3 separate regions of the Pan troglodytes genome follow, and regions 1 and 3 are each linked to region 2. The links are chromatin contacts, called in public Hi-C and HiChIP or PLAC-seq maps. All regions are on one chromosome and are shown on one strand. Each heading gives the region's core, a stretch centred on a gene start, on an enhancer-like site or on the middle of the called end of the contact. The rest is flanking DNA. Distances are from core to core; before and after follow the strand shown.

The links. Hi-C and Micro-C count contacts between places; a contact is called where the count stands out from the background. HiChIP or PLAC-seq counts read pairs in DNA pulled down with a chosen protein or histone mark.
Region 1: a Hi-C map of stem cell-derived neural progenitor cells shows a contact between it and region 2, with 2.7 times the contacts expected there. The contact joins the enhancer-like site here to the promoter of ARHGAP5 in region 2. A contact is called at or near these places in 2 of 7 Hi-C or Micro-C datasets (induced pluripotent stem cells and stem cell-derived neural progenitor cells) and 1 of 1 datasets of contacts at active chromatin or transcription factors (stem cell-derived excitatory neurons).
Region 3: a contact with region 2 is called in an H3K4me3 HiChIP or PLAC-seq map of stem cell-derived excitatory neurons, with 9 times the contacts expected there. The contact joins the promoter of NUBPL here to the promoter of ARHGAP5 in region 2. A contact is called at or near these places in 1 of 7 Hi-C or Micro-C datasets (blood) and 1 of 1 datasets of contacts at active chromatin or transcription factors (stem cell-derived excitatory neurons).

What each region holds. Positions count from the first base shown.
Region 1 is chr15:30,713,279-30,717,383 of NHGRI_mPanTro3-v2.0_pri, forward strand. The region is part of intron 3 of AKAP6 (A-kinase anchoring protein 6); the gene reads left to right. Among named protein-coding and RNA genes, the nearest start is that of AKAP6, 260 kb to the left of the region's middle. Within about 2 kb of position 1,958, at least 8 of the 24 cell types and tissues checked have an H3K27ac peak or open chromatin away from gene starts, as enhancers often do. A contact at or near this core is called in stem cell-derived neural progenitor cells, where this site is marked.
Region 2 is chr15:30,315,929-30,320,177 of NHGRI_mPanTro3-v2.0_pri, forward strand. It overlaps ARHGAP5 (Rho GTPase activating protein 5), which reads left to right and starts at 2,790. Exons shown (of 7, transcript XM_016925972.4): 1 at 2,790-3,124.
Region 3 is chr15:29,812,480-29,816,971 of NHGRI_mPanTro3-v2.0_pri, forward strand. NUBPL (NUBP iron-sulfur cluster assembly factor, mitochondrial) reads left to right here and starts at 2,357. Exons shown (of 11, transcript XM_522815.7): 1 at 2,357-2,535; 2 at 3,056-3,203. The coding sequence starts at 2,428. LOC107968139 (a long non-coding RNA gene) reads right to left here and starts at 2,187. Exons shown (of 3, transcript XR_001709083.3): 1 at 2,100-2,187.

The DNA of each region.
Region 1 (4,105 bases), core at 708-3,207, 400 kb after region 2:
GTTTTTATTATCTGTCTCACCTCCATTTTAACAGTAATTCTGTTGACATTGCTTCTAGACTGGAGTTTGGCTAATAAGACACTGGACACTGTGTTGCCGTGCTAAGGAAGCACAGATAACGCAGTGTGTTAAGCATTCTGGGTCAGGATTTTTGTGCTGGCACAATTGTGAGTAAACCAAGAAAAATAGTCCCTATGAGATTTCTTTCAGACTTCAGCACACAGAAACCTAGTGGATTGTTCCTTAAGATAAATGAGAGGTTTGAGAATTTACTTTTTGTCATAGTTTGGGTTCCCAGGAATCGGATTCTGAGGCTCTGAGATCTGCATGCTGGAGGTTTATTGGGGTGAGTTCTTGGGAAAAGCACCTCTGAGAGGTGAGGGAAGTAAATCAACCAGAGAGAGGAGTTGAACTGCAGCTGTGACAGAGATGGCAGTATTCCTACCCAGAACTCTAAAGTGGCTCCCCTTTTCCCCCAGGCTTTATACCTCCTCCCATTTAGCAGACATTGGATGTGGAAAGCTCCCAGGGAAGGGCATGACCTTGGGTGAGGCAGCTGAGGGCAAGTCCCAGGGAGGGTCTCAGCTGAGAGCAATAAGCAGTCAACACTGCTTAGCAGGTGGGGTAAATAAGTGTTTTGATCATAAGGTGGGGTAGGAGGAGGGCAAGTATAAATGCTGTCCACTGCATTCAATAGAAGTGTTTTCTCTATTATTACTAAAGAATGGCTTGACCCAGAAAAGATCATGGTCTTTAGCCACGGAACTTAATTCTAGGAGAGGCAATATTACAGCAGACTGATCCCTGTAATGCAAATGGCAATGCCCCTCTTTGCTGAGAGGCATTGTGGAGAATGCATGAAAACATGGCAGTGATGTTGGCAGGGAGAAGGCAACGAGGTTCTCTGCACCAACTGTCTCCTGCAGCTGTGAAAAGACACACAGCCTGGCTGCCAACTGTTGGGCTCATTGTGCTCTGGCTGAATTTAGTTCCCTCTTATGTCAGCTTACAATTCTATGTTGAAGAAAATCGGTCTGGTCTGCCACCATCACCATCTCTTAGCAACTAAGAGAGATTGAAACAACAGCTGGGTAATTTGATATTGGGAACTTAAAGGTCGTGAAAATAGAATATAATGGCTGTTTGTATTAAAGGAAAAAAAAGAGAAAATGATGTAATCCTAATGCTTAGAAATGTTTGGAATGCCACATGGGTTACAAAGAGTGAAAATCTAGTTTAAACTGGTTGGATTCTTTCTCTCTCAGAATGATTAAAGTTGAGCCCAGAAGCTCAACCAAACACACATATTTGCCTAAATATAAATCCCTGTGGAATGTTGGAGCTATAATGTGAAAAACAGTTTCTGTGTTTTTGTATTTTCTCTAAGACTGACCTACAGCTTTCTTATCACAAGTTTTGAAGCAATACTTATAACATAGATGATAATTTAGAGTTACTTTTTACTTTGCTTTTTGTGGGCAATGGGGATGGGGACTGCAGTGAAGACGGGAGAAAATGAGGTGTGGCCCTCAGACATAGTGCTGTGCAGGAAGCCTACTACTTCAGAGGCTGCCCACAGCCTCACATACAACAGGTAATAATAGAATTACATGTTTGAAAACTAGAAAATGAGAAGTAGAAGCCAGATGAAATTGTTAAAACAAGTTTTTCTTTTTTCCCTAGGGCCAGTGAGGAGACCATCTGTTTTTCAAATTAGAAAAGCCAGAAAATATAATGTTTGCTCTCAGAATGAGTCAAATGTCATACTCTAATGAAAATTCCAAAGCAGAAAGAGAGAAAGGAAGAAGAGCTTGAAATGCCAAATTAGTGGGGTGAGGTGCTTGCTCCTTGCATTCCTGCAGATCCAAGCATTTTGCAACTCTAGTAAACCTGCCAGGACAAGGTTCATTTGAAGGGGTGTGGATTACCGGGAGCTGCGGGGGGACTGACAGTCTAGTGCTTTAGATGGTAGGTAACTGCCTGGTCTTGTTTCTCAGAATAACTTGTTCATCCACCACATATGTGGCTTTCATCCCAGCACAGTGGGCAGGACGCCATTGTTTTCTTTGTTTGGTTAATAGTTACACTTCCTTGACACCTCATACAGCTGGGTCATGGATCTGCTGCTGTTCTCAATGTGAGCATCACTGTCTTTTTTTCTTTTTCTTTTTCTTTTTTTGAGACAGGATCTCTGTCACCCAGGCTGGAGTGCAGTGGCACGATCTCAGCTCACTGCAGCCTCCACCTCCTGGGTTCAAGCGATTCTCCTGCCTCAGCCTCTCAAGTAGCTGGGATTACAGGCATGCACCACCGTGCCTGGCTAATTTTTGTATTTTTGGTAGAAACGGGGTTTCACTATGTTGGCCAGGCTGGTCTCAAACTCCTGATCTCAGGTGATCCACCCGCCTCGGCCTCCCAAAGTGCTGGGATTACAGGTGTGAGCCACGGTGCCCAGCCCACTGTCTCTTTTCATCAATGCTAAGAGAATTTAATTATTTCCACATGAAGCGATTCTACTTCCTCAACACGTGTTTTGTTTTGTGACACAACAACTTGGAGGAGGTGAAATTCATTAACAAGGAATAAATATCTTCTCTTTATGGAGCCACTGCCTTAACCCCTCAACTCTTCCTAGACCACTTCCATCCAACGTAGAATAAGTGAACCATATGAAATTGCTGTTTTTGTGGGTCAAAGGCAATTGAATGGTAGTCTCACATGGTTCAACATCTGTATACAAGCAAGTTCTCTGATGAAAAAGCTGAGTGACTGCGAGTACCTTTCTTAGAATTCTTTAGGAGAGAAGAAAGATTTCAAGGTAAACAATCTGACAAACTTATTTGTAATCAAACTAAATTCCAGGTGGGGCTGGCTTATAGTTCACACCCATTAAAGAAATAGGGATTGAATCTTGCAGGAAACTAGCACTTTTCCCCAAGGGGGATGAGGATTTAAGTTTCCTTCATGGAATATGTTTCCAGTTCATTTGGTCCTGCATTTATTTTAGAAATTGTTTGATATTTGCACTTCACTCATTTTCCAAAATTTGTTCTGATTCCAGATTTCTCTGTTAAATTTCTATAAATTTGTTTATTTGCTATTTGCTTTGGAGAATAGGAATTATATGAATTTCTTGGCAAAACAGATGAAAATTCTAACCTACCATTCATTTGGGAGAGGTGTACATATGTTCACTTCCACAGCTGTAGCACATTTGTTCTCAATTTTGTACTTTTGAGACACAGGAAGTATATTTCTTTAAATGTTCTCTCTGGAAATACATACGTAGAGCTACAGCCTGATGAACATTCCTTATACAAAGGAATGTACATCTCAGTGTAGTACTCGTCTATAATTTACTTTCAATGGTTTATGGATGTATAATAATCACAGTGAACCTTTGTTCAGCGCTTACTATATGCCAGATACTTTGCATGCACTATCATGTTTTGTCCTTATCCTGTGATGTGGGTCCTAGTCCTGACGTACAACACAGGAAACTGAGGCACAGAGGTTAAGCTTCTCTTCCAAAGACCCACAGTTGTTATTATAATAATAATGCTAAGGCTGATGTTCAGGGCATCTCTAAAGCCTTCTGCTCTCTTATTTACAACACCATTCTACCTTCACATTGGCTACAGCTGATTCAGGCATCCCCTCCATTAATCCTTTTTAGTGAATGTTAGTTTTTGTTGTGGCTTCTTATTTTAAAGGTGATATTTTGGGCAAGATGTCTTGAAGGACTGATGGCAGGTGCATATTGACAATTCTGTGCAGAGCAAAGCTTCCAAAAAAGCATCCTATGAATTCTATCAATGTGGAAGATCGAGCAAAACCAGCTTCTCTTTGCAGCACTGGCATGCAACCAACCTGCTCACCTGCATCCTTCCATCTTAATCTGATGAGCAGAGTCTGCAGACAGAAATCATTTTCAGCTCTTTTTTTTTTTTTTTTTTTTTTTTTTGAGACGGAGTCTCGCTGTGTCACCCAGGCTGGAGTGCAGTGGCTTATCTCCGCTCACTGCAAGCTCCACCTCCTGGGTTCAAGCCATTCTCCTGCCTCAGCCTCCCAAGTAGCTGGGACTACAGGTGCCCGCCACCACGCC
Region 2 (4,249 bases), core at 1,540-4,039:
GTGGAAATACAGTTGGAAATTAAGCAAATATCTTACAAGTGTTTTGGCTATTTAGCTATTTACATCATTATTCTCCATCCTCTTTGTGTATTTTGTCTGTAATCAAGGTGATATTCTGACATAGGTTGTTCTCCAAAAGCCTGTCTTGTATCAGACAGGCTAAAGTATTGGTCAATTCTGTCATGAGTGGTAAGGCCCTTTATTTGGCTTTTCATATGTTCTCGATTGAGACTACAGAAGCCAAAGTTGTTATGATCAAAGATTTCCAGCAGGGGGTGTAGCTGCCTCTATAGGGTAAGTTCTTTTGAAGCCACAACATATGAAACATTTGAATATTGCAGTATTACCACTAATGGTAGAAGCTGGAATTATGATAACTTTTTTTTATGACTGTCATGTCTTTTGATCTCAAAAAGACCATGCATATTAATACTTTATTAGGATGTGATGAAGAACTAGAGATTTATGAAGAAAATTTAAATTAAAAACCGAAAATGCCTGACAAATCTTATTCTAATTTTTTCAAAGTAAACGAGGAACAAAGAGTCCAGTTATTTTAATTATCCAGTACAGCAGAAGAGAGGCTTAACTTTTTTATTCTAGATAAGAAGAGTAGTTGATTTGAGAGGGCTTGTTAATATTTATTCCATTTCCATTTCTGTCCCATATTTGTGCACGCGCATGTGTGTGTGTGTAAATAAGTTACCTATTTTCTTAAAAATTATCCTTTTGAGTAGGGAGGGTGGGTGTTTTAAAGCTTTTTCTCTGAAGTCTTGGCTCCTGATCAATTTTTAAAGATGCCATCTTACATATTTTTCCTCCTGCTCTTTGATGCCTTTTATTTATGGATATATAGGCATTATTAGCCAGAGAATTGTGGCCCCCATTTCAGATTTTTATTGATACAGAAAACTCTATTTTTTGAGAAGAGCAAATTACATACAATAACTTATTTGTACTGGTAAACACCTTTAGACTATTAGTATTAATAAGAAACGAAGTCCTAAATTTCCAGGCTCCCTAAATCAAGATAAAGAACTGAAAATAATGTCGACTATGAAAATCATTGTTTGGAAATCGTGATCTTTTTTTTTTTTAACGTCTTCTGGTGTCTTCATTATAATAAATGAGATTTCAAGTCTTCCCTGCCTCCAGTATCATGTCCTATAACTGAACATTACACCTTTTTAACGTTTTCTTTAGAAGCCCTGATTTATTTGGCTTTGGTTTATGTTGACACATGTCCATGATTATTAAAATTTCTGATTATTTAGGACATAATTTTTAAGGTATCTTTAGGGTGTACACTCTATAGTACTTAACATCTTATTCAGGTTATGACTTTGAACTGCATCATTATAACACTAAAAAGCAACCTTGGCTAACTTCAGTACCTTACGTAACATAAGAAAGAATAACTTGAACTTAAAATACTTTTTATATGTTTACTTCAGGTATTCTTAAGGGCTTTCAGTACAAAGATAAAAACATGCGTTGGAATGCATTAACATTCCAACTTACATAAGTGGTGTAGATACCTATGGCATTAGTACCACATTTTGATGGTTGGACCACCCACCAAATTCCCTTCTCTCCTTTTTTACTTCTTTTTCTTTCTGTTTGCTTTCATTGCAAGTTTCCTTCCGCATCCTTCTTTCCCACCTACAATTTGTAACTGAAAGAAAGAAGTAGCTACAGACCTTACCTAACCTACTCTTAACCTACTTGGTAGGTAGGGTTCAGATGCAAGGGAGTGGCTCGAATAAAGCATTTTAGTTATGCCTTTTAGAAATTAGGGAGCAAGAGATATATAGAAAAATTAGAAATGTCTCTTCTACCTTTATTAAGTCTACCTTTGAGAAATATGAAGGGCAGGAAGACGGAAAAACGAACAGAACTTCTGCTGGAATATTGTGACAGATTTACTGACAAATATTTTCTAACAGATTTTTACCAACAGGCAGTTTTTGTTTTCTTTACTGACAGACCGTAAATGTACTTCTGGTTGGCAGCAGCTGCATCGTTATAACACAAAAGCAACCTTGGCTAACTTCAGTACCTTACGTAACATAAGAAATAAAGAATAACTTGAATTTAAAATACTTTTTATATGTTTACTAACATTAAACTATTTTCAATGCAGGAAATAAATATTTCCCAAAAGAGGAATCCCCCCTCAATTACTTTCTTTCAGACTTAACAAATTGGAGTAGATATGGTTTTGCTCATTCTTTTATCTGCTGGCAACTATTTTAAGTCTCCTGTGCAAGGCAGATTCCGATGACCTCGGGAAAGTCACAGGACCTCAGTTTCTTCAATGGTAAAAGCAAAGGCAGTGGTTTCTACCGTCCTTTCTCACTGCACCATTCAGCGTCAGTGCCCTCATGAGAAACACACCCAAAGCCCAGTGTGCTGTACCCCAAAACTTGTGAAATTTCTAGAGTCTCAAAAAAGTGAATATGTTTAAGGCAGTATAATAAAAGCCAGGTGGACGACAGTTCCTAAAGTTAGGCTGGTAGTGGCGTGAACAGGGGTCTTTTGGGCCACCCTGAGACCCGCCCCACGGGGCTTCTCGCTCCACTTTCACAGAACGTACTGAATCAGGGGCCTGCATCCCCGTGCCGTGCCGAGCCGACGGAGAAATGGACTCCTCTTCTCGCTCCTGTGGAGTTTCGTCTTCTGGGTGAGTGTGGCACCGGGTCCTGGGCGGGTGATGTCTGTAGTTGGCGAGCGATCCTCAGCCAGAAAACTGGCTGCGCACACAGGCGCAGACACGCGAACATGTTCCTGCGAACGAGCTTGGGCGCATGTTTTCCTCCCTTGCTTTCTTTAATGCTCAGAGACCATAAGGGGATTTATCGAGAAGCATTCGGTGCCCATGCCCGGTTTGGAACCGCGAGCACAATATCTGGTTCCTTTGCAGTACGGTGGTTTGCTCTTGAGTTACGACCAGAAACCGGAACAGAAGGAAAGGGAGAAAGCAGGGGAGGTTCGGAGACGACGGCGCTCCGGGCAGCAAGGCAGTAGCTTCCAAAGCGTGGAGGATGGGACTGAGGAGGAGCAGAATACGGGGAAAGAGGGAAGCTGAGGAAAAATACTCACGCCAATGGGTAAAAGGGAAAAGGTGAGAAGGAATGGAGTAGGGGAGGGAACCAATGGTGGGAGAGGCGGAGGAAGAAGGGGGAGGGGTAGAAGCCAATGGGGGAGTGGAGGGGAGGGAGAAGCAGAGGGGAGGAGGGAGCGGGGACGCGAGCGAGGACGCGGCCCCGCGCGCTCGTCCCCCTCCCTCCGACTGGATCGCTCGCGCCTTCCCAGGCTCCCGGGAGACGAGGGCAGGGGCGGGGCCGTGCCGGGTGCGCGGCGCGGGAGGCGTCGCGAGGTGAGGGGGCGGGGGCGGGGGGATTGTGCGGAGGGCAGCGCGGGTGCGCGCGCGCGCGCGCGTCCCGTCCAGGCTGCGCCGCCGCTCCGCCCCCGGTCGGGTGTGTGGCTGCGCGCGCCGGGAGAGATGCTGAGGTAAAGTTCGGGAGAGAGGGAGAGAAATCCGTCAGCGCGAGGGAGCCCGAGTGGCCGCCATTACTGAGCCCGGCGCGGCGGCGGGCGCTGGGGAAGGGGGGAGGGACGGGCCGCCGCTGGTGGCGGGGAGGGAGGGAGGGTGGGTGAGCTGGCTGCGGGAGCCGTGGGGCTCAGGGTTTCGGGGCGTGTGTGTCGGGGAGGGCGGGGGGAGGTGGCTGAAGGGACGCGCCGCTCGGTGAGCGCGCCGAGGAAGAGAGGCGAGCAGAGAGTGGAGGAGGAGGCGGCGGCGGCGGGAGCGGTCCCCAGGAATGTCGCTGCCGCCGCCACCGCCGGGGCCGCTGCCGTTGAGGAGGAGACGGAGGAGACCGACGTTGTTAGGTAGGACCTTGCGGACCCCGCTCCTCCAAGCCTGCCTGCCCCCTCCCGGACGGGGACCCTCCTGCGGCTAGCTGCCCCGCTCGGTCGCCGCTGCCGGTTGTAACCAGTTGAAGGGGCTGGGGCCCCGCGGCCGCCGAGGGGAGCCTGGCGCTGCGCTCGGTTTTCGCAGGCCGGGCGGGCAGCAGCTGCAGCGTTAGGGATACGTTCGGCGTGAAGGGCAGAGAGGCCGGGGGAGGGGGTGCTTTCTCCACAGGTGACGGGGCCAGGGTCGGCGGAGGCCTGATGCTGGCCGGGGATCGCCGGCCCCGCCAGGCGTCCGCTCTCGCCCGCCGCCTCACTTGCTCGAGTCTCGGGTGGT
Region 3 (4,492 bases), core at 1,107-3,606, 500 kb before region 2:
GTTTCTCATGTCATAAACCTCTACACAACCAATGATTACCACAATAGCTAACAATTACTAACTATGTGACAGGTGTTCTACATGCATTATCTTAAGTTCAACCTCACAACAACCATAGAAGTAGGAATTAACTATTTTATTGATAACAAAGTGAAATTTAGAGATGTTAAGTCAAGCCTTCAAGAGAGAGACCTCATGTCTCCTTGTCTCTGATCTTGCCCCGCTGATCCATTTCTTTTTTAACCCAGTAATCATAGTGGTATTTCTAAAACACAAATCTGATGTTACTTTCCTGCTTAAAATCCTTCTATAGTTCCCTTAGGATAAAGTCCAAATTTCTTTACAAGATATATACAGCCTTTCTTGATTTAGGCAACCTCCATCTAACCAACCTTCACTCCATCCTCATCTCTTTTAGTCACTTTGTCCTAAGCTGCACAGATCATTTACAGTTCTTAACAATCCAGAAAAGAAATGTATTTTCTACTCCTCTTGTGTTCTCTCTTCTTTTCTCCCTTCTTTCTTTTTTTATTTTTATTTTTGATATCTTTTTTATGTTTTTATTTTTATTTTTTAGTATTTATTGATCATTCGTGGGTGTTTCTCGCAGAGGGGGATTTGGCAGGGTCACAGGACAACAGTGGAGGGAAGGTCAGCAGATAAACCTGTGAACAAGGGTCTCTGGTTTTCCTAGGCAGAGGACCCTGCGGCCTTCCGCAGTGTTTGTGTCCCTGGGTACTTGAGATTAGGGAGTGGTGATGACTCTTAACGAGCATGCTGCCTTCAAGCATCTGTTTAACAAAGCACACCTTGCACCGCCCTTAATCCATTTAACCCTGAGTGGACACAGCACATGTTTCAGAGAGCACGGGGTTGGGGGTAAGGTTATAGATTAACAGCATCCCAAGGCAGAATAATTTTTCTTAGTACAGAACAAAATGGAGTCTCCTATGTCTACTTCTTTCTACACAGACACAGTAACAATCTGATCTCTCTTTCCTTTCCCCACATTTCCCCCTTTTCTATTCGACAAAACCGCCATCGTCATCATGGCCCGTTCTCAATGAGCTGTTGGGTACACCTCCTAGACAGGGTGGCGGCTGGGCAGAGGGGCCCCTCACTTCCCAGACGGGGTGGCCGGGCAGAGGCGACTCCACCTCCCGGACGGGGTGGCGGCCGGGCGGGGTCTGCCCCCTACCTCCCTCCGGGACGGGGCGGCTGACCGGGCGGGGGCTTTTCTCTCTTCTTTCATCTTTCTTCCTCCTACTCTCTTCTTCTTTCTTCTTCCTTCTTCTTTCTTCTCCTTTTAATTTCCTCTTCCTCCTTCCTCCTTCCTTCTTTCTTCTTCTTCTGACAAGGTGTCACTCTGCTGCCCACGCTGGAGTGCAGTGGTGCAATCATAGCTCACTGCATCCTTGAACTCCTGGCTCAAGCAATCCTCTTGCTTTGGCCTCCCAAAGTGTTGGAATTACAGGCGTGAGCCACCATGCCTAGCCTTAGCAGTCCATTTCTAACCTCTTTACAACAATCTCCTTGCCATTCTCCCAGCTAACTTCTACACATTATTCAGATTCAGGATTCAGCTTAGATATTACCTAATTTAGAAGCTTCCCCTGATTGAATTGAGTGCCCTTTCTTTGTATCACTTTGTCCTTTCTCCTGTATCCCTCAATGCTTTTCTCCTGTACTTATCATATTATACCGCAATTTTTTTGTTAACTTATTCTGTCTTTTGCACTGGATTATAAAGCCCTTTAGTGGAGGAATTATGTCGGTCTCAATGCTGAATATTTTAAGTCTACTGTAGTACTCGGTACATAGTAGTTGCTCAACGAATATTTGTTAAATAAATGAGTCTTAAGTCTGGAAGAACTTGCAAAGTTCTTTACCAGGTTGCTGGTAAAGCAACCTGACCTTTCTTTCAGGGAACTGTCAGCAACACAAGCCATGAATACCAACGCAAAACAGACTCTCACTGTAGATCACACAGGAAAAAATAAAATAAAAAGGTAAAATCCTTAACGGTGGTAGTATTTAAATGACCATATACTGCTTAGTAAGAAATCCTGGAGTCATTTTCAAGGTCCCCCATTTCCTACTTTTGTTAAGCTGGGTCAAGTCTCTTTAAACTTTCTCCGTTTTCTTGTCCATAAAAAGAGTATACTAGGTAAGTCTTCTGTCTACCTCGGGACTTCTGTAAGTATCATAAGAGATGTTGTATATGACAACACTTCACAAACGTTTAGTAAAACGCTGCAAAATGTTTGTAGCTGGCTATAAACAAGATCATGCAGATTGGGTTCCTGAGCCAACAAACCAAAGAAGACCGGTTGCTAGGAAGAGAAAGCCTAGCGTTGCTCCGTGACGTCATCACTCCGCGCCACCCGCGACAGTTTCCCAGCAGGGCTCACAGCAGCGTTCCGCGTCATGGGGATTTGGCAGCGTCTGCTGATTTTTGGTGGGGTGTCGCTCCGGGCTGGTGGCGGGGCCACTGCCCCGCTTGGGGGAAGCCGAGCGATGGTTTGTGGGCGCCAGGTCCGTGGTGCTGCAGGGCACGGGGAAGCGGGCTGACAGATGCTGGGCTGCAGGGCCGCAGATGCCCTGGCATTGCTTCTTGCCAAAGACTCGCCTCAGTTCCTGAGACCCCCAGTGTGCTGGACGTGCCTACTTTTCAGGCAGACCCAGGCTGAGGCGTGGCGGGACTTGAAACACAGTTAGAACGTAGATGTGGTATTCTACATTGCTTTCTTGGCTTTGGGTTATTTATCAAATAGATTGAAGAAAAGCAAAACACGTGGAAGCCTTATCTCCGTAAAGAGGCAGCGTTTTTACATTTTTAAACGTTCAGCGTATCCTGCTAGAAAAATTTCAATTTAAGCAATGTGTCTTTACAATTGTTATCAGTAGTAGTAGGTAAATGTCTCCATAGTGAAGATGAGCAGAATTAGAAAAGAAAGCCCTCTTAATTGCAAGCCCCAGATTGTTTTTACTTTTACAGTGTGATGATGGAGATGGCTTATTTAAAACGGCTTTTTATTATTATTATTTTTTAAAGTTGTCTGGCGCCGGGAGTGAGACCCTAAAACAAAGAAGAACACAAATCATGTCCCGAGGACTTCCAAAGCAGAAACCGATAGAAGGTGTTAAACAAGTTATAGTTGTGGCTTCTGGAAAGGGTGGAGTCGGAAAATCTACTACAGCAGGTATTATAGGGTATTAATTCTATTCCTGATTAAGAACTTATGCCAACAGACAAGTGCACACTATTAAAATTATAGTTTTGTGTTTTAAAAATTTATTTGTGAAGTTCCTAACATGTGATTCCTTAGTTTCAGGAGTTGGTAGCGGGTAGACGCTTAGATTTTGGAGTTAGACAGAAGTAGGTACTAGCCGGGTCTCCTACCCCTTAACTCAGGAAAAAGTGGTCAGATTGTACAGCAAATCTTCAGTTCACTTAACTGTAAAATGGAGATAACTTCTTTCATAAGATGGTTATTCAAATTGCACAAGCTAACCACTTAGCTTAGTGTTTACTAGTGTTCAATAATTGGTTGCTGTTATTTTTAAAACATCTAGTAACTTTTTTTTTTTGTTTGTTTGTTTTGAGACGGAATCTCGCTCAGTCGCCCAGGCTGGAGTGCAGTGGCGCAATCTCGGCTCACTGTAAGCTCCGCCTCCCGGGGTTCACGCCATTCTCCTGCCTCAGCCTCCCAAGTAGCTGGGACTACAGGCGCCCACCACCACGCCCGGCTAATTTTTTTTTTGTATTTTTAGTAGAGACGGGGTTTCACCGTGTTAACCAGGATGGTCTCCATCTCCTGATCTCGTGATCCGCCCGCCTAGCCCTCCCAAAGTGCTGGGATTACAGGTGTGAGCCATCGCGCCCCGCCTATTAGCTCATTTTTTCCCATTTTTATCAGAAGGGAATTGTGGAAGAATTTGTCAGATGTTTTGGAAAAGTTAAGATTTACCAAATATTGTATTTGTGGTAGATCCCTAATCCATTACTATTTGATAGATACCATATTGTTAAAAAAATTAATAATCTGTTCTTAATGAATTCATGCGCTCTCCTGCACATTTTTCCTTTCTTTCCTAAATGTTTACAATCCATCTGGTTGTTTTTAAAATTTAGAAGCTCTTAGTTTTTGGTTCTAGAACCTTTTGGAGTACATTTTCCAGTTTTCAGTGGTTTGAATCCTTTTGCATGCTCTGTGATTACTTGAACTGGATAAGGATGGAAGGTGTTTTCATGATTGTAGCCATAAGTTCTTTGCATTTTGTAATTTGTTGGGTCTGTAGGCTGGCACTTGTTTAAGATTGTTTGTTTATTATTTTTAGTTGGAAGATGATTGTTGCCATGAAATGTGAAAGCATTTAAACAGGAAAATGTATGAGAAAGTATACAACATGTGACATGTAATGGGTGCTTCAGTAAATGTCCCTTTCTCACTTTTTTTCTGTTAACATTATACCATCTGTCCTGAAAAGC